Regions from separate parts of the Drosophila melanogaster genome. Here regions 1 and 2 are each linked to region 3. Evidence: chromatin contacts called from public Hi-C and HiChIP or PLAC-seq data. All regions are on one chromosome and are shown on one strand. Each heading gives the region's core, a stretch centred on a gene start, on an enhancer-like site or on the middle of the called end of the contact. The rest is flanking DNA. Distances are from core to core; before and after follow the strand shown. Region 1 has its middle 12 kb from the start of Npc1b. Region 2 has its middle 19 kb from the start of CG11666. Region 3 has its middle 8.6 kb from the start of RunxA.

What was found. Hi-C and Micro-C count contacts between places; a contact is called where the count stands out from the background. HiChIP or PLAC-seq counts read pairs in DNA pulled down with a chosen protein or histone mark.
Region 1: a contact with region 3 is called in a CP190 HiChIP or PLAC-seq map of the Kc167 cell line, with 6 times the contacts expected there. The contact joins two enhancer-like sites. A contact is called at or near these places in 1 of 107 Hi-C or Micro-C datasets (the Kc167 cell line) and 1 of 6 datasets of contacts at active chromatin or transcription factors (the Kc167 cell line).
Region 2: a contact with region 3 is called in a Hi-C map of the Kc167 cell line, with 1.5 times the contacts expected there. The contact joins two enhancer-like sites. A contact is called at or near these places in 5 of 107 Hi-C or Micro-C datasets (the D17-c3 cell line, the Kc167 cell line, the S2 cell line and 1 more).

Annotation. Positions count from the first base shown.
Region 1 is chrX:20,945,507-20,948,361 of dm6, forward strand. No RefSeq gene overlaps it. Among named protein-coding and RNA genes, the nearest start is that of Npc1b, 12 kb to the left of the region's middle. Within about 2 kb of position 1,450, at least 13 of the 39 cell types and tissues checked have an H3K27ac peak or open chromatin away from gene starts, as enhancers often do. A contact at or near this core is called in the Kc167 cell line, where this site is marked.
Region 2 is chrX:21,002,560-21,005,259 of dm6, forward strand. No RefSeq gene overlaps it. Among named protein-coding and RNA genes, the nearest start is that of CG11666, 19 kb to the left of the region's middle. Within about 2 kb of position 1,297, at least 3 of the 39 cell types and tissues checked have an H3K27ac peak or open chromatin away from gene starts, as enhancers often do. A contact at or near this core is called in the Kc167 cell line, where this site is marked.
Region 3 is chrX:20,630,978-20,633,677 of dm6, forward strand. No RefSeq gene overlaps it. Among named protein-coding and RNA genes, the nearest start is that of RunxA, 8.6 kb to the left of the region's middle. Within about 2 kb of position 1,389, at least 19 of the 39 cell types and tissues checked have an H3K27ac peak or open chromatin away from gene starts, as enhancers often do. A contact at or near this core is called in the Kc167 cell line, where this site is marked.

The sequences.
Region 1 (2,855 bases), core at 200-2,699, 310 kb after region 3:
ATTGCAACACGCAAGATAGTAACTTTTAATTAATTTTTTCACCCCACAATGAATGCGAATGAACCCATGAATGTATGCGAGAGTGAAAACTATAAAAATTATAATTATTTTGTTGTGTTGCCACGAAGCGCTAGATAATCCAATTAATGGCCTGGTAAACACAGAGAGACACGTACGGATACACATACAGCAGGGGCTAGACAGATGTTCCCGGATTTGGCAAAAATATTCAATATTTCAGAGGATCTTACTCATTATAGATATCATAGAAATAATAGATATCATAGATATCACTCAAGTTGTAAAATCGTCAATGCAAAAACATCTTTCTTATATTTCACTTTTAAAAGTTTTTGTTTTCTAGATTCCTACATATCTGAGTTATAAGCTATCCTATTGAATTCGTTTTGTGGAATGCGGCCGAGCAAGGATAATTTTTACTGGCTTATGGCCAGCCACTGTTCAATTAAAATCATGGCCAATGATATCAATTAAAAGCACAGCACAGAGAACACTGATTGCGGTGAGAGCGGCTCTTATCCCTGGGCCACTGGCGTTTGGGCCTCCGCCACTGGTCTTCTCGCACCCCCTGTTGTTTCCCGCAGTTTTCCCTCACGCTTTTCCCCTTTTTTTCTGGTATCTTTTATGGCCCCGCCAAGACGAAGGAGGCATCCCCTTGTGATTTATCACAAAGCAGCAGCAGCAGCAGCAGCAGCAGCAGCAGCAGCGGCAGCGGCGTGTGGCAACAAGAAGGAAACCTCGGCCTGGGGAGCATTTGCTTATCTACGCTGCTGTTTGCCGCCCAACATTTTCCCACCCCCCCACTGATACGATACCCCATGTTTTCTCTCAGTGCTGCGTTGTTTATCGTAATTATGAATCTTTGCTATCCGAAAAGCGCTGCTCAGCTCCGCTGTGCGCTCATGTGTGTGTGTGTGTGCGTTCAATCAAAATAGTTGATTTCCTTTATGGCAGTCTGTATATCTCCCCCCGGATTTCCCGCTTTTCTTTTGGGTCCGACGAGCTTGGAGCAGAAAAGTGACGAAAGCGAAGAAAACACGCAGCCGGGCAACTATTTTTGATATGGCACAAATTATGCCGTTCTTTTGTTGCTGCTGCCCTTTTATTCTTTTCGTTACATAATATTTTCTCTCCGACCTTCGGGTCCATTATGGTTGGCCACTAAAATCTTGGCCAAGCACATCGCAAACGTCAAAAGTCTTGACTTGGTTAGATCCACTTAAGTTGGCCCTAATTAACAAGCCACATTTCAAGGTAAATTGTGGCGCCCAAAATCTGATTGTCTATCTTTTCCTCACTGAAAAGTTCATTAAGTTATAGTTCAGCTTGAACTACGTTTATTAAACACAGTAACCATTCTGCACCATTCTTTTGGCTTTTAAGGGGAATTGGCTTACCGAAAATGTGTAATGCCTACTTTCGGGCTGCCATGGCCAAGTGAATATCGTCCTATTCGCACGAGCCTATACATTTTCGGGGCGATCTGCGGCATATGCAATACCAGAGCATAAACTTCCCCATTCACGTCCATCAATGTCCATCATCGGTGAGTGCAAAATGGCTATAGTAATATGTGCTGGCAGCACCTGCACATTAAATCACACTTTTTCCCCCGCCCATTGGCGGCCAGCCATTCCCAAACTCACTCCATAATTAATAATCGCACCACCACCACATCCACCCACTCGGAGCGGAGGCCAGACAATTCGTCATAAATCTTTGACTGGCCAGAACGGCGTTTAATCAGGTGAGACGGGTGGTCCACATTCAGGTGAGTGGGAATCAGCGGGAATCCTGCTGCATAAACATGCTCTCGAACAAGTTTAATAACTTTGGGAGCCTTCGTATTCGGCGGCGGTCCATCCATGGGCGTGGCCTAACCCCCTGTTGCCGACTGTTGCACGTTTAGGTGATGTGGCACCGCCGGATATTTTGACTGCGGCGAGCGAAGCATGCTTTGTGCCCGTATTTTTACTCGGATCCTCTGACTTTACTCTTTCCAATTGGAAGCGGTTTAATTAGCTTACACAACACAGAACAAGATTTTATTGATACAATTTTAAAAATATATAAATGGAACACACATTTTCAATATTGTTATTAATTTAATTGAACGTTATCAGATATATTCACCCTTTATTGTAACTTTCGGAATATTTTTATTTTTGGCTTAGATCGTAGGGCAGCCAATTGTCTGGTAATTTCCTTGACCATTTCAGTGGCTCGATTTTGGTTGCCACCTCGATTCTGATTTTTATCGCTTTAATGAAGTTTCATGCCGGTTATGCTGCCAGCTGCCAAACATTGATGCTGCTGCTGCGGAAATTTTGTTAAAAACTTTTTCGTCAATCCCACGGCGAGGTCCTCTATGGATCCGCACCGCCGTTTATCCCATCCTGGCCGAGCAATGTTATGGGGCATTTGAGGCGCTATTGATGCACGTCTTTCCAGTCTATTACTATCAGCACTTTTTCAGTTTGGCGCACTTCGTTTTTCCTGGTTTTTATACCCATCATATACTCGGTATTCAAGGAAGCATTGTTCTTTCAGAACGAAAATTGCATGGGGTCGGGTAGAATATGCAAAGATTACAAAGAAATTAATACACTGAACGGACTTTAGAAACATGGTACTACAATATATATTGTCAGGACTTAATTAGGGCTAGCCTTTTTTAGTTAAGTCGTGACATAAACTTTCTTAAATTTTTCCCATTTTTTGATCGATCGTTTTTAGGAAACAGAAATATATTACATAAAAACAATTAAAGGGGTATCGCAAAAAAGACTAAAAACAATAACCTTTCACATATACCCACATTACTACGATATTAT
Region 2 (2,700 bases), core at 47-2,546, 370 kb after region 3:
TGTCCATTTGTCCGACTGTTCGTATGAACGTCGATATCTCAGGAACTATAAAAGTCAGAAGGTTGAGATTCAGCATACAGATTCTAAAGTCCATAAACCGCACAAAACTGTCACGCCCATACTTTTGAATCATTTTTCGAAAATGTTTTATACACTTATTAGTCTTGTAAATTTCTATCGATTTGAAACAATAAATTTTTGCCACGCCCACTCGAACGCCCTAAAGCGGCCAAACCAGTCACGTCAACCCTTTGGAACAATTTTGAATTTTTTTTTCATATTATTCCCCAATACCTATCGATATATCCCCAATATTTATCGATATCCCAGAGAAGCTGAGTAACGGGTATCTGATAGTCCCGGAAACTCGACTTTGTTTGTTTTAAAATTAAATATAAAAATTAAAATTAAAATATATATATATAACTCTTTTGAATACAATAAAGAATTTATTAAGTAATAATATGAAATAATTAATAAGTACAATCTTCATAGCTTTCCAATTTTATTAGGACTCCTTTCCCGCTAATCTTGACCACATTTTTATCTAGGATCCTAGCCCCTTTACATGTTCATTTACCATTTGATTCATAGTCTAATGCCCGAAATGACAATCTCCCATTTGCGATGGCTGCAATTATGAGGTTTATCAACTGCTGCATAACCGATTACCAACCAGTTAAGTTGGCCAGTTATCCTGCCATACATCCAGCATTCCGGAATGGTCATCATCATCATTATCATCATACCAATCGTCATTCTGGGCATCTGTCCTCGCGGCGATAAAAATTGCATGCAATTATGCCCAGTCTTCTACGGCCCCCCTTTCTCTCTCCGCCTCCTTCTCCTTTTCCTTCCCAACCCAACTATCGAAAACCCCAAAAATCCCTTCTACTCTACGGGAAACCTCAAATATCGCTAGCAGCACAGGGGAAAAAATTGGGAAATCCAACCAAATCCGAATGGATTTCCCAGCGTTCGTTTGGTAGGTAATCAAACGCTTAATTAATATGACACACCAATACAAGCTGAAAGCCTCAGGGGGCGAATGGAGAATGGTTAACGAGGGGAGGGGGGGGGGGTGGTGGTGTGGCTTCAGGATTACAGGGGAGCTCCAAAGGACATCGCATGTGCCTGATGATTTTTGGTGGCCAGGCATCGTTTTTCGATTTTTGGCATATTACTGATAACACTCGCGGTCGCCTACCCGAAAAACGTGCGAAAGAGACGGTCAGCGGTTTAATGGAAAGAGACGGGTCGCACGCAGCCAAACAGAGATGCCCATATGGATGGGGGTGGCGGTCAGAGAGGGATAGCGACTGAGTCGACGGCCATCGCTTGCGGTAATTGCTTCATAATTGAACAATTATGCAAACGTGATTGAAGTGATTATATGGCCGCTTATGCGCCTCTGTTTATGTGCGTTTCCCTACGCCCCGCCCACTGTTCCGCCGCCCAGTTTTCCCCATTTCCACATCGATTCGCAGCCTCCATTTGCCCAGCTGATGCGTTAATTGAATGGATATCGCATAATTTTTGTGCTTTGTGCTGTCTCTTTTTCAAACGTTCACATCTAAAATATTCTATCAAACAATTTCTAAGCTAACTTTTAACGTTTGAATATGAAAATAAAATTAGGGATAACAAAATTATCTAATGTATTTTCAATTAATTAATCTGAACATCTGTACAGAAGTTTCAATTTCAAAAACACATTGTTTACGTTTTCATATATATTTTAAAAAGCTGTATGCAGTTATGATGTAGATTACAACAAAATATTTTAATAATTATAATAATAAATTAGAGCAAATATATGAAATTTGTGAAAATGCAACTATTTATTTGTTATTTACTTATTCAATAATTGACAAATGCAACCAAAAGTAACAAAAACAAGAGAGAATACTCTAGTCGAGTTCCCCGACTATCAGATACCCGTTACTCAGCTAGTGTGAATTCATTTCTCTGGGATATCGATAGTTATTGGGAAAAAAATTGCTTCAAAGTGTGGGCGTGTCCAGTTCGGCGGACTGGACAGAAATTTACAAGACTAATAAAAGTATGAAAAGATTTCGAAAAATGGTTCAAAAGTATGGGCGTGGCAGTTTTCTGCGGTTTGTGGGCGTTAGATGGGACGTGACAATCTTGTGGTGCGTCTTTGTCTCTAGAATCTGTATGATGAATCTCAACATTCCACCTTTTATTGTTCCTGAGATATCGACCTTTATACGGACAGAGCTACATCGACTCGGCTATTGATCCTGATCAAGAACACATATATTCTTTATATAGTCGAAAACCCTACATTCTGCCTGTTACATACTTTTCATCGAATCTAGTATACTTTTTTACTCTACGAGTAGCGGGTATAAAAATGTTGTATATTTGGTTCATTTTAGACTTAATTAGAATTAAGTAGAACGTATTGGCTATTCATTGACACTATGCCCGGACTCCGTTTCGGCTTCAGTCTGCCTCGGTCTCCTTACGGTACTTCCCGAATCTTCTCGCTATCGTATCCTTGTTTACACAGAGTGTAAATTTGACCGGACCGGTGGAGTTAGATGTTAGATGCTATATCTTAAACAGTTCACCTCAACTGACATAGCTAGCACTGGCGACAATTTGAGAGCTCCTATGTGTCTGCCCTGGTATAATTCCCAAAACGTTATTACAGCCTAGTTTTCCGATTGCTAA
Region 3 (2,700 bases), core at 139-2,638:
CCACATGTGCGCACACACTCACTTACACGCGATTTTCCACACACATTTCCCCACTTTCCCCTCATTGCCACCATGCAAAGCGCTCTACAACTTGTCCAGACAAGCCGCCATAAAGCATTCATAAATCCCAAAGTAAACTAGAGTGAACCACCCAAAAAACGCACACATATGTATGCAAACTGTACAGTGGAGCTCACAAAACTAGCGTACGAAATTTCAAATACAAAGCGATTTTTTTATGTCAGCTAACTAACTAATTACTGATCTCGAAATAAAAAGAAATCATAATATTCCATATTTTTTTTCCTTTAAGTTTTCACATAGAAAATGGAAAACAAAATGCAGATCCTTTGGATTGGTGTTTTTTTTTTCTGACGCCTTTAAAAACAAAGTCATTTTCACCAAGTGATTTGGTAACATTTTTTAATTCTTGTATAGTGTCATGCCACCTTAAACGTTTTGATTTCCAGGTTGATTTCTATTCATTTGACCGCTGCTGTACGTGCACACAGTGAAAAAGCGACAGACTCTTGTGTAACATGCGGTGGCCTTTATCCATTCATCCGTTCATTCATTTAACCTCCTCCGGTTGACCATACGCCCCCTCCCCCCTCGCAAGTGGCGACTTTTTGTGTGTGAACCACCGTCCACATCCTCCCCCAACCAAATACCACCCCCCAACAACCCCACCACTGGAGCCACATAGTTTCACTTTTGTTTTCGTTTCAACTCTTCGGGGCTGCTTTCCGTGTGTCTGGACTTCAGTCCACAGCCAGATTCTTCCCTTTGTTTTTCAGGGGCGGGGAGGTCCTTGGTCCTTGGTCCTTGGTCCTGCGTCCTTTGTCCACTTCGTTAGTTGTATTAGAGAGTTTGCGTATTTGCGGGTCATTTCGGAGATCCCTCGATTGGGGGTTAAATTAAAAGGGAAGCTGTCCACGGAATGCGGAACGAAGGTGGGCCAAAACATAATGAGTTCGAGTATGAAGGCAACTTAAAACCGGTTAATAGCAGCCAATTGCCATTCTACTCCGCAGCCAGCTAACATATTTGGCAAGAGCCGGAAGCAGACATGTGACATGCCCTTGTACTTTAATAATAACTTTGCTCTATTTTCATTTCTGTGCCAAGTAAATTAATAGCACGATCACGTGGCGCCATCTATTTCTGATATAAATTTAGCATAGAAATAACCAGATCAGATACGATCAAAATATTAACACAATATTTACATATACATATAATATATGTTATTATACAATACAATTTGTATTAATAAAATCATTGTATGTTTTGTTAATACGTAATTTTCACTTAATATATCATTGGTGTACATGATCAATTGCCGCCCTCTATTGCCTAAGTTAAATTCTGTCATATCACAGCCAAGAAGTATACATCATATTTTTAGTGCACCTTTCCCCTAAAAAGTAGGCCACTCGATTTGAGACATGATCATAAGAACCGTTTTCAATCAGAAAAAAGTCACTTTTCCATGTTATTCTAATAAGAACGATTATAAAGCGTTTACAACTATAATCATTTCAGCTTTTAAGGTATTATGCTTGGTGACAATATGAAATGTTATCTATAAATATGATACTGTTTAAACAATGATTTTCTTATATATCTGATATATTTGAAATGTATTTAGTTAAAAATGGAATTTTTAAATAATATATGTACATATATGCAAGTTTAGCGAGTTCACAATGGCATACATGGCTAAGAAAGGCTTGCAAAATATTTGACTTAGAAAACACGAAAGCATCTTTAAAGAATCATTGAGAAAGTTTATGCTTACAAACTCTTTGAGATTTTAAATAAATACTTTTAAATTCTCTTGATCAGATGCAATATTTCGCGAACATCGTCATTTCGAAAAATGTATAGACACTCAAAAGCAAAATCAAAAAAGGGAGAATGCTATAGTCGACTTCCAAGGCTTTTAGATACTCAGCTAGTGGAAATGCGAACACGAAATTTCAAAAATTGATTGGGATATCGTTAGATATTGGGGAATAAAATGAGAAAATATTGAAAAATTGTTTAAAATTGTGGGCGTGGCAGTTTTGGGCGGGTTTTTGGAAGTTCGAGCGTTGCAGCGTTCATACCGACAAAAGGACATGGCCTGTTCGACTTTTGATCCTGATGAAGAATTACATAGTTTTCAACGAATCTAATATACCCTTTTACACACGGATGTAAGGGTATAAAAAGAGTGCAAATATGTTACAATAAATAATAGCAGTGCAAGCATATGCTTTTTTTTCATCAAGTTTATGAAACTCAAAATACACTTTGTTTTGGAGATATTTCAAATCATACTTCTTTCAAGAGCCGTCCTAAAATAATATTTCCAAAGGCTAAGCCTCAAGTTAGAGCAACAAACACAGAACGGGAATTATCCTGGGCACGTTCGCCGTGCTTCGTGTGTGGGTGCAGGATATCTGCGCCAGTTGGCGGACCTTGGAATGGGGATCATAAAACCGTGGACAAAGGCGTAAGCCGAGGCCAAAGATGCGTTAATTGGCCTCCAAACGCGTGCCATTTCCTGGGTTCTGTGTGCTGGGTCCTAGGTCCGGATCCATCTATACGATCCCTATTTACTGGCTGATCGCAATTGGGATCGTGATCCCATCGCACGCTCGTCCAGCCGGAACTGTAAACAATAAATACCAAACACCGCGCAAAGGGCGATCC